2 separate regions of the Pan troglodytes genome follow, and region 1 is linked to region 2. A link is a contact called in public Hi-C data. All regions are on one chromosome and are shown on one strand. Each heading gives the region's core, a stretch centred on a gene start, on an enhancer-like site or on the middle of the called end of the contact. The rest is flanking DNA. Distances are from core to core; before and after follow the strand shown. Region 1 overlaps IPCEF1 (interaction protein for cytohesin exchange factors 1). Region 2 overlaps IPCEF1 (interaction protein for cytohesin exchange factors 1).

Region 1 (5,581 bases), core at 1,708-4,207, 120 kb after region 2:
CCAATAATGTCAATCTTTCCTCCCAGTGGACCATTTTACCATAGTAACAAACAGGTGGAAAACTGCAAGAGATCTCAAACGATTTGCCTCTTTTACATCCTGGAAGGGCCTACCAAATGCCAATGGCTATTGGCCATGCCCCTCTTGGAGGTACAAAGCTCCCCTGAGTTGCTGAACTACAGGGGTCTCTTGTCCTTCTGTGGGATTCCTGAACCTGAAACTTCTAAAATGTGGTCTGTACCTGCAGGGGCCATTAGACTGGGGCAAGCAGAGACCTGCCGTGGGCCACACCCTGGCCAATCCTCCTCAGAACACCCAGAGCTCAGCCCTGGCCCACATGCACCCTGTGTTGGTTGCGCCCAATCAAGGTTCCCTTTACCAGAACATGGGGTAGACCAGACGCCCTGAAAAGCACTGGGACTTGTTTCTACAGAGTTGGGTTTGTTCTGTGGTTGTCTTAAGTTCCATGACACCTGCCTGGAGAGTAGTTGTTGTCACTGGTTCTCCAAAACAGGGATAGATGTTCAATGATTCCAATGATTTATATAGGCAGGGGTCCTACAATGCATATTTTCACCTACCCCTCAAAGACACATAAACACACACACCCTAGTGGCAGCTCTTGTTCAGTTTTACCAATGCAGACAAAACACACCATCACACCTGCCTCTCCTACGCCAGCTCCAGATCCAAGGAACTTCTAGGAGCCAGTTACTCTAAGATCCAAGCTAGCTGTATGCTGAAGTGTGATTCTAAGGGATTGTGACTGAAACTGCAGGAGCCACCTCAAAAGTTTGTACTGTCCTCAAGCTGCTACATCATATGAGAAAAAGGGCGCCAGCTCCCTAATGAGGACACAGGTAACACTGGTAGCTCCTAGACAAGGTATCAATTATGAGGCCCACTGCAATCTACTACTGTCTGTTCCATGAGCACAGCTTGGTTCCTTCCAGGTCCCAACTCGGGTATCCCCCAAATAACATCCCCAATTCCTAGTTTGCTTCACTCCAGCCGGTGGGGCAAGAGCTGATACAGTGCTCTAGAATGAGCCAGATAGGAATAGCAAGTGATGGCCCTTACCTTTCTGCAATTTGCATCTCTCCATTTCTCCACATGAATAATAATTACATTTTCTGTCTGCAGAAGATGAAATGTTTTTCTACTTGGTGAAATTCAGACAGTGTACATGGCTCTGAGGCAGCCAGTCACTTTATTTCTGCTTTGCCAAACATTATTCCATTCAGTGCCCTTTACACCAAAGTGAGCAGCTATACCCCATACAGCAGAGGACTCTGCAACTGGACATTCACTGGCTAGAAGGCAGCCAAGAAAAAAAAATGATTATAAAAGCTGTCAGCCGCTTGCACCCATTGCTCTAGAGTTGGAGCCAAAACCCCTTTTGTCTGGCTAGATTTTTCCTTAAGAAATATCATTTTAGGGGCCGGGCACGGTGACTCACGCCTGTAATCCTAGCACTTTGGGAGGCCGAGGCGGGTGGATCACTTGAGGTCAGGAGTTCAAAACCAGCCTGACCAACATGGTGAAACCCCATCTCTACTAAAAATACCAAAAAAATTTAGCTGGCCATGGTGGCAGGTGCCTGTAATCCCAGCTACCCGGGAGGCTGAAGCAGGAGAATCGCTTGAACCTGGGAGGTGGAGGTTGCAGTGAGCCGAGATTGTGCCACTGCACTCCAGCCTGGGCAACAGAGAGAGATTCCATCTCAGAAGAAAAGAAAGAAAGAGAGAGAGAGAGAAAAGGAAAGAAAGACAGAGAAAAGGTGGGAGGGAGGGAGGAAGAAAGAAAAAAAAAGAAAAGAAAAGAGGGAGGGAAGGAGGGAGGGAAGGAGGAAATAAAAGAAAAGATCATTTTAGGGGCCTTGTAATTTTGCAAAGGTCATGCCCAAGGGTTATCAGACAAGAGAGACCATAAGGAGATAAACTACTGTATATAATCATGGTGAGGGCTGCTTTGCCCAGAATAGAGTGACTTCTCTTGGAGGCTCTTATAATGATATTTGGCAGAACTGTTGCAAACTGTTTTCAGTCTTCACAGCAAGGTTGTAAAGTAACTTATACTTTAACACGTGAAAAAACGAATATACAGAGTGGGTGAACTAACTAGTTTACATAGGTAGCAAGTTAAAGCCAAATTTGAATTCAGATTTTCAGACTCCAGGTCCAGGGCCCTATGGTCATCAGCAGTGCTGTCTCAATAATCTTTGCCTTTTCAAATTCTCCTTAGAAGCAGGCTTTTATTTTCTTTTTGCAAACAGTAGATCTCATTACATTCTTAGAGAATGAATGAGTCTAATAATTCTTACAGACACTCAGGGCAAGACATGCAGTAGGCACCTAACAAATATCTGTTGACTTATATTGGCCCTGCCTCAACTTTAGGACAAGTTAGAATGAGTAAGCTATTTACTAAATTTAGACAATTCAGAGGGACCTACGGTGACGAGCAGTGATAATGTGGCTGCCAAAGGGCTACTCGTGGGATCACAGATCAGCTGCCACTGTGTGGTCTGGAAGGGTCTGATCAGCAGGCAATACAGCTCTCAGAAAGAGACACTGACGAGCTGCACGCAGCTTGTTTGGGAATTGCGCATCCTAGGTGAGGCTTCATTCAGAAACTATGAAGGGCTCACGTCCTGGTCAGAATCCCACATGGGCAGGCTATGAATTGAAGGCTTAAACCATATCATGCTGGAAACCACACAGGCACAAGGACCTCAATTTTGCATCTGCTGAAAAATCTGGGTTAGTGTCTCCAAAACATCTAAAGCAAGAATGAGAGATGTCACTAAAACACACCTATTTATTCTTTAGGAAGAACTGTTAAATTAAAGTCATTCTTAAATACCCCCCATCCCAAATGGAGATATTTGTTGACACAATCCACATAAGCGAATGCCGTCAGGAATAGATTCGCTTTCTCTGAAATCATAACATGTATGCAAAGAGACACCTAGTGGAAGAACACCTAAGTACAATATTCAGCTTAAGACCAAAGATTAAATCGTCCAACTCCCTAATTTGACATTCTTTCAATTTCAATAGCGCATTTTTTTAAACCACTAGAATCATAAACTCAGAAATCTAAGTTTTCAAAAAGAAAATGTTCTATTTGTTTTTCCAGGAAGCATTGGCTCTTTTATTGGTTGTTGTTGTTGTTCATTAGACTATCTTACTGTATACATTACTGCGAAGTAATACAAAAATTACACAGCAGACTGCAGCTGGCCAGCCACTTTACTTCACCTTTCCCTGAACACATGTGGGCTTATTTTTTTGTTTCCATTCCTTTATAGACTTTGCCTGTGAGATTTTCCGCTTGTCTTTGGGTTGCTTTTTTCTTGCTTTTAACTAGGTAAAGCCAAAGACTTTTTTTTTCCAGCCAGCTTCCTGTGGTCCGCCCAGCTTCCTGTGGTCCACCCACTCTCGTCTTTACATGCTCACTTTCCCACTTGTACCTCACCTACACTGGATACCGCGCCCACCTCCTCATCTTCCATGCACACATGCACCTTCCTCTCTCCCTCCTGCCCTAGATACCTTCATTTAACCTCAAAAGGAAAACTTTGTTATCACAAAATAGAAGGAATCACCTATTTTTTTCTTTACTCCATAGTACTAAAATTCAGCTATGACAAACGTTGAAATTATTATTTTTAAACTCCTGCATAGAAAAAAAGTTTAGATTGGAAATTGATTTTTAATTTAACAGATATGTTTAATTGCAATTTCTATGACCTCACAGGCACCACTTCATGGGATTTTACATCTGAAAGAGGAACATGTGCTCTAGCAGAAGCCAGACTGACATTCACCAGGTCCAGGTCTCCTGACACTGCTGTGCTACAAAGAGCCGAGCCCTGTGGACAGGTCCGGGAGAATGAGACGCCAAGTAGAGAATGGGAATCCAAAAGACGCCAAGGCTCCAGACGTATGGATGCAAAAGTGATCTTGAAAGTAGAGAGCCTCTGATCCTAGCCACCCCAGCTAAAGTCACATGGGTCAAAGATGAACTGCCAAGCCAAGTCAACCCCTCTCCAAATTCCTGTCATGGTCAAAACAAAAAGGTCCTTACTCCACTGTTTTCAATAAGTAAGAAGGTCCTTATTCCTACATCACATGCTTGATGGTGACATGTTGAAACCTTTTCCTTTGATATTAGGAATAAGCCCAAGATTCTCATTATCACTTAACAACATTGTCTCAAAAGTACTGGAAAACAATGGTAAAAAATATATATATATATGATTAAAAGGTAAAAAATCAAGATTGTCAGTATTTTCAAATGATATAGTTTTACATGCAGAAAGAATCTACACATTAATAATTACAATTAAAAAGTGGGCCAGGCATGGTGGCTTATGCCTGTAATCCCAGCACTTTGGGAGGCTATGGTGGTGGATTGCTGGAGCTCAGGAGTTTCAGACCAGCCTGGGCAACATGGTGAAACCCTGTCTCTAGCAAAAATACCAAAAAAAAAAAAAACACACAAAAAAACGCTGGTCATGGTGGTGTGCACCTGTGGTCCCAGCTACTTGGGAGGCTGGGGTGAGAGGATCCCTTGAACCTGGGGGATAGAGGTTGCACTGAGTTGAGATTGTGCCACTGCAAAAAAATCATAGACAGAGCCAGACCCTGTCTCAAAATAAAAAAAAAAAAGTGGGCATAAGAAGGTTGCTAGCTACAAAGCCAATATATTAAAATCAATAACATTTCTACCAGCCACCAACAGTTTGAAAGTAAAATTTCTAAGAAGATAGCAATATCATAAAAATTCAAATATGTTAGAATGAATCTAATAAAAGATGTATAAGACTTCAATGAAGAAATCAATTTTTGAAAGAAACTTTAAAAAGGTATAAATAAATGGAAAGATGTCGTGTGTTCATTCATTGGAAGACTCAATATTGTGAAGATGACTCTGGCTAGTGCTTTTCCTTTGCCGTTCGTTATCTTCATTATTCTGTGGTCATAAGGATATCGTCCTACTTTTCCTTCTACGAATTTTATTGTCTTGTCTTCCTTATTAGATCTACAATTTACTTGCAATTGATTTTCTATTATGGTTTCAAATAGGGGTCAAGTTTCATCTTTTAAATTAATAGCCAATTACCTCAGTATCATCTATTGAAAATACTGTCATTTCCCCCACTGGTTCTAACCATAAAGGAAAAGCTGTAAGTTGAAACACATTAGAATTAAGAATTCCCATTCATCAAAAGACAACCTTAGGGACTGAGAAAACAAGCAAATGAATGAGAAGAGATATGTGCCATACATATAACATGCATGAGGCCATGCATCCAGAATCTATAAAGAACTCCCATGAATCAATAAGGAACAGGCAGAAAACCTAAGACAAAAATGAGAAAAGACTTACTAGGCCTTTGACAAAGAAGGAACATCAATTAGCCAACATACATAGGAGAGACACCAATCATTAACAATCAGGAAATGTTAATGTTAATGTTAATCCTCATTAACAGTCAGGGAAATGCAAGGCAGAACAGCAATGAAACATAATTAAACAGCCACCAAAACAGTGTAATTTTAGAAGACTGACA
Region 2 (5,422 bases), core at 2,759-5,258:
GAAGAAAGAAAAGAGAGAAAGAAAAAGAAAAAGAAAAGAAAGAAAAGAAGGAAGAGAGAGAAGAGAAAGAAAGAAAGAAAGAAAGAGAAATAGTGTTCAGGCTGTGGTTACACAGGTCAGGACCAATGAAATTCTGTATTTATCCATGCATTTCAACAGCAACATCCACTCAGAAAAGCCCCCTCACACTGTCACGGGGGAAGAGGCTGCAGATTAGGTCAAATCCATCAGTCTGACATGGCACCAAGCAGATCATAAACCTAAGATGTTAAGGCCTAAATTATCCTTTGCTTGATGATACTTGATTCTCAAAAGTGATTTTTTAATGCTTTGTCTTTAAATGCAGGTATTGTGAATACCTGATCTGATAATTAAAATATTGTCCCCATTGCACCTGTGCACACATAATTTTTATTTTTGTTTCTATTTATTTTATTTTTGAGACCAGGTCTTGTTCTGTCACCCAGACTGCAATGCAGTAACCTGATTATAGCTCACTGTAGCCCCGAACTCCTGGGCTCAAAGGATACTCCTGCCTCAGCCTCTCACATAGCTGGGACCTGGGACTACAGGCATGTTCCACCACACCTAGCTATTTTTTTTTTTTTTTTTAAAGAGACAGGGTCTCATTATGTTGACCAGTCTGGTCTCAAACTCTTGGCTTCAAGCAATCCTCCCGCCTCAGCCTCCCAAAGTGCTGGAATTGCAAACATGAGCCACAGCTCCCAGCACTTGATTTCTTAAAAGCCAGAAATTTCTTGCTTTTCCCCTCATAAAGATGAATTATCTTTCCTATGGTGAACATACCTTGAAGTCAAATTCAAGTTACAGGGTGTGAAAAAGGACTTTCATGCTTGTAGCTAAAATGTGGAATTCCTGGGATTTCTGGGAGGTGTTGCTGGTCCATGGGGACTCAGCAGGATATTTGAAAGGGAGATTTGCAGTAACCAGGATAGTGTTCAGTCCTAATCACTGGAACCTGTGTAGATGTAACAAAGGGGAATTTAGGCTGCAAATCAACTGACCTTCAAATAGATTCACCTGGATTATCCAGGTGAGCCTGTTGTAATCACAAGGTTGCTTAAAAGAGCCCCGGCCAGGACCGGTGGCTTACGCCTGTAATCCCGGCACTTTGGGAGGCCGAGGCGGGCAGATCTCCTGAGGTCAGGTGTTCAGGAGCAGCCTGCCCAACACGGCGAAGTCCCGTCTCTACTGAAAATACGAAAAATTAGCCAGGAGTAATGGCGGGTGCCTGTAATCCCAGCTACTCAGGAGGCTGAGGCAGGACAATCACTTGAACCCGGGAGGCGGAGGTTGCAGTGAGCCAAGATCACGCCACTGCACTCCAGCCTGGGCGACAGAGTGAAACTCTATCTCAAAAAAAAAAAAAAAAAAAAAAAAAGAAAAGCCCCAGGAGGAGGCGAGGAGAGAAGGAAGGCACCAGGTGCAAGTTGCTGACACTGAAGCTGGAGGAAGAAGCTCAGAGACAAGCGAAGTGGGGCACCTGTAGCCCAGGGAGTGGGCAAAGAAATGGATTCTCCCCCAGAGCCTCCACAAGGAGTGCAACCTTCCTCGAACTGTGAGTTCACAAATTTGTTGAAGCTGCTCTATTTGTGGTAATTTGTTATATCAGGAATAGGAAATAATATGAGATTGTTCCAGAAATCAGGAAACGCATGGTGCCTATACCTTTTACTAATCCCTTTGGTCTAAAATAATTTTTACTGCTTCCATGTAGGAGCCTAGAAATATTTGGTGGTGGCAGGACAAAGAAGACAGAAGGTGGAGCTTGGCTTGTGAGGTGAGACTTGGGAGAGAGTCAGGAACAAAAAGAAAACTGTGTGTGTAGACAGCAGTCAAGGAGCATGAATCAGTTCAAATGCAGGCTGATTCCCTCTGATCAGTGGATCCAAAGAAAGGCAATTTATTAGGCTATTTCATTATTTTCTTTGTTCATTTTCAAATAAATATCTCATATGTTTTAAGCAGCTTGTGTACCACATTTTGTAACTTTTATAATATGCAAATTTTAAAAATTCTTTAAACAAAATGTGGGTGCCTAGAAATAATAACTAATACAAGGTGCAAGTCAAATTTAGTGGTCCAATGGCAATTTTTGAAAAATCTAAATATTATTGTATTAATAAACCTGTAACTTGAGAACCACTGGAAAAGACCACATCGGTTATTGTTGAAAGAGATTTCCAATATAATTAGATCTTTTATTTAAAAATAAAAACAAGTCTAGAAGCGATTTTGATGACTGCCACGAGAGGGCACTGTAACCTTGTTGTAGACGATCAAAACGCAGCCATTAAACACTTCCAGCCACATGTTTATTTCTTCGAGAAAGCAACACTGCAGGACAGAAAATGAACACCAGTAGTATATTTCAACTTTTTTTCATATCATTTGACTAGATATATTTTTTTTCTTATTTTTATCTTACAAGTCAACCTCAAAAACATAAAGCAGGAGAGAAATGAGCCATGCCTCTTTTTCAGTTTAGAGGGGTAGCTGACACAGGATGAGAGCACAGTAAAACTTAAGCTAAGATTTCCACATTAATATCTTGCCCCCAAACACCATGCAGTGCTAAAAGTCACATTCCCATCATGCAAGCACATTAAAATATATGGCGATTAAAACTGCTGGTTTCTATTTTACGGCATTTGCTCTTTCCACGAGGCACACTTCCCTTTTGGGCTAAAGGTTAAAAAAAAAAAAATTCAAATACAGAGCAGTTAAGTCTCCTTACAGCAAGAGAAATGTAAAGCTTTTTTCAATGAAAAATCCATTATTTTCAATGTTTTCTATGTGGTTCTGGGGTCATGTGGGAAAGAACTGAGATGTGCTGAAGAGGCAAGGGAATTGCTTCCTGCCCCATGACACAGAGAAACGTGTGTCTGCTCAATGCCTCATTCAAGGAGACGAGTGGCTTTCTGTGAGGAGAGAAATTATCCCCCTTCCACAGTCCATTTCATACAGGCTGCAAACATTTAGTTTCAGGGACTTTTATTTTCAATTATGTATTACAAAACCCTGGGCAGGGCAGTCATCTCCCAGTTCTAGGATTCAATTTCTCCTGTGAGGTATACAAAAGAAATTGGAAGAGAAATAAATTGGAAAACCACAATTGGATATCATATTCTTGTTAGACTGAAGAAGAAATGCCCCCTAAAACTATGTGGATATGGCAGCTTTTCTGTACTTAACATTACTCATTAAATCATGTATGTGGCTATATTAAAATACTGTCTTTCGGCCAGGTGTGGTGGCTCACACCTGTAATCCCAGCACTTTGGGAGGCAGAGGCAGGCAGATCACCTGAGGTCAGGAGTTTGAAACGAGCCTGGGCAACATGGTAAACCCCGGTCTCTACTAAAAATATAAAAATTAGCTGGGCGTAGTCCCAGCTACTCGGGAGGCTGAGGCAGGAGAATCACTTGAACCAGGGAGGCAGAGGTTGCAGTGAGCTAAGATCGTGCCACTGCACTCCAGCCTGGGCAACAGAGCAAGACTCTGTCTAAAAAAAGAAAAAAAAAAGTATTTCTTACTAAGAGATAATGTACCTATGAATTTAAACATGTCTTAAATTTGAATAGCACTTCTTTTCAAAAGACTTAAAAATATTTTTTCTTTGAATCTGTTTCATCTCTGTGACATTGTTTGTGACTGGAGTGCTACCTGAGTAAATTATCATGATTACATGAAAAGCAATTAAGAGAAGAAGGTCAAAGGACCAACCTCTAATCACTAAGTTGGGTCTCTGACATCTGACAGCACATGCCTCAAAAAGCAAACAAAATGAACACTCTCCATTTCTTTAAATACATGTTTTTCATCCAAGGATCACACAGCACCTCCCAAGTAGTCTAATGTACAGAAAGAAAAGAAAGGAAACACAGCATGATTAGGTGAAACCCCAATCCATAGACAGCCCACCAGCAGGTTGAGGCAGGACCATTAGGAGGAGACTGTGCTCAAGCACAGAGAGGGCCCTTTAGGTTTCAAATGGAGAATTTAGCCAAACAGCCACCAGGGCCGGCCGTATGCTAAGCCCAGTGCAATGAAACACACACTCCCAGTCAAACTTCTTGGTTTCCTAGTGGGCTATGTGCCAACAGCAACTTCACAAGGTAACAGGTGAAGCGAGATGGGGGGCGGAGAGGAGGAAATGGGCAGAGAGCCGCTGGGAGTCCTGAGACTCAAGTTCCTGCTTCATCACTGGGGGCTCTGGGCCAGGCACTTCACTGTAATAATCCACAATCATCTCACATAGAGCATGGGGCAGCGGGAGGGGGCTGAAAACACATTAATTTGCAAACTACAAAGTGCTGTGTAAATATAAGGCATGGGTTTCACATTGAAATCTGACTCCAAACACAATCTCTTTCTTACGCTTCCTGGAGTCTTTGTAATCCTATACTTTAGGAGTCTTTCTAGGCCTGTGATCCTATTCTGAGATTTGAGCTGTTGTGGCAAAACTAAGAATTCTTTAAAGCAAAAGACGCCCTTGCAATGCAGGGCTCAGAGTGTCTATTTGCAATATATCAGCCAGTGAAGGCATCACATCAGGCTCCGTTCTGGATCTACAGGTTAACAACAGAGGGAAAAGGTCCTCTTCACAACCCCAAAGAGGAGTCCTCTCCAAATCCTAATCTTTAGCAGGTGCCACAGATTTGGATCTACGTGTGCTGAGAGATTCTCCACTTCCTTCCTGAGCAGCCATGGTTTTCTCTCTCATTCCACAGCTCACAGACACTGCAGGACTGGGTATAGGAATTGGCCCTTGGACCCCATGAAACTACCCCAAATGCATTTCAGAGATGACCCGGTCTCAAGAAATATACTGAAAGTAATCCAGTTTTCCCAATATTCTTTGGACCAGAAAAGTGGCTTGAGGCCAAGAGAGAGAAGCCCATGTCTTCCTACATTAAGTGTCATGGAAAGTGTCACCCACTCTCCCTCTCACTCCTGTCTATCCCCCCACCCACGTCTTAGTGGCCACAGCCTAGGCTGAGAACTCACAGAAGCAGCCCTACTTTCTAGCACAACCTGGTCAAAAGCAAAATAATTTACAGGAGAAAAAACACGAATGAGCAGGCAATGGGGCTCCAGAAAGCCAGGTGCAAAATTGTGAAGTTCAGTTTCCCTTTCACTTTGGGAAGCTCTGCAAAGTAAGCTTTAACTAGCAAAGCAAAAATTTCTAGGCTAATGTTCTTGACTTTGAAAAATAATTTTAAGCCTTGGCTAAGTAATCCCAGGGATCTTTTTTGCCTTTAAGTTTGAATGGTACTAAAGGAGTTTACAATTGAAAGGTTGGGGAAATATGTCTTCAGGAAAAGCCAAAGGAAAGCATTCAAAGGTATTCACAAACCCTGCTCAAAAGTGTCTGGAGCTCTTCAATTTAAGAAAAACT

Evidence for each region. A called contact is a pair of places that touch in the nucleus more often than the background predicts.
Region 1: a contact with region 2 is called in a Hi-C map of a lymphoblastoid cell line, with 13 times the contacts expected there. The contact joins two enhancer-like sites. A contact is called at or near these places in 5 of 7 Hi-C or Micro-C datasets (blood, induced pluripotent stem cells, a lymphoblastoid cell line and 1 more).

The regions. Positions count from the first base shown.
Region 1 is chr5:166,246,919-166,252,499 of NHGRI_mPanTro3-v2.0_pri, forward strand. The region is part of intron 2 of IPCEF1 (interaction protein for cytohesin exchange factors 1); the gene reads right to left. Among named protein-coding and RNA genes, the nearest start is that of IPCEF1, 80 kb to the right of the region's middle. Within about 2 kb of position 2,958, at least 3 of the 24 cell types and tissues checked have an H3K27ac peak or open chromatin away from gene starts, as enhancers often do. A contact at or near this core is called in a lymphoblastoid cell line, where this site is marked.
Region 2 is chr5:166,125,078-166,130,499 of NHGRI_mPanTro3-v2.0_pri, forward strand. It overlaps IPCEF1 (interaction protein for cytohesin exchange factors 1), which reads right to left. Exons shown (of 12, transcript XM_009452260.5): 12 at 2,315-5,422. Among named protein-coding and RNA genes, the nearest start is that of OPRM1, 120 kb to the left of the region's middle. Within about 2 kb of position 4,009, at least 4 of the 24 cell types and tissues checked have an H3K27ac peak or open chromatin away from gene starts, as enhancers often do. A contact at or near this core is called in a lymphoblastoid cell line, where this site is marked.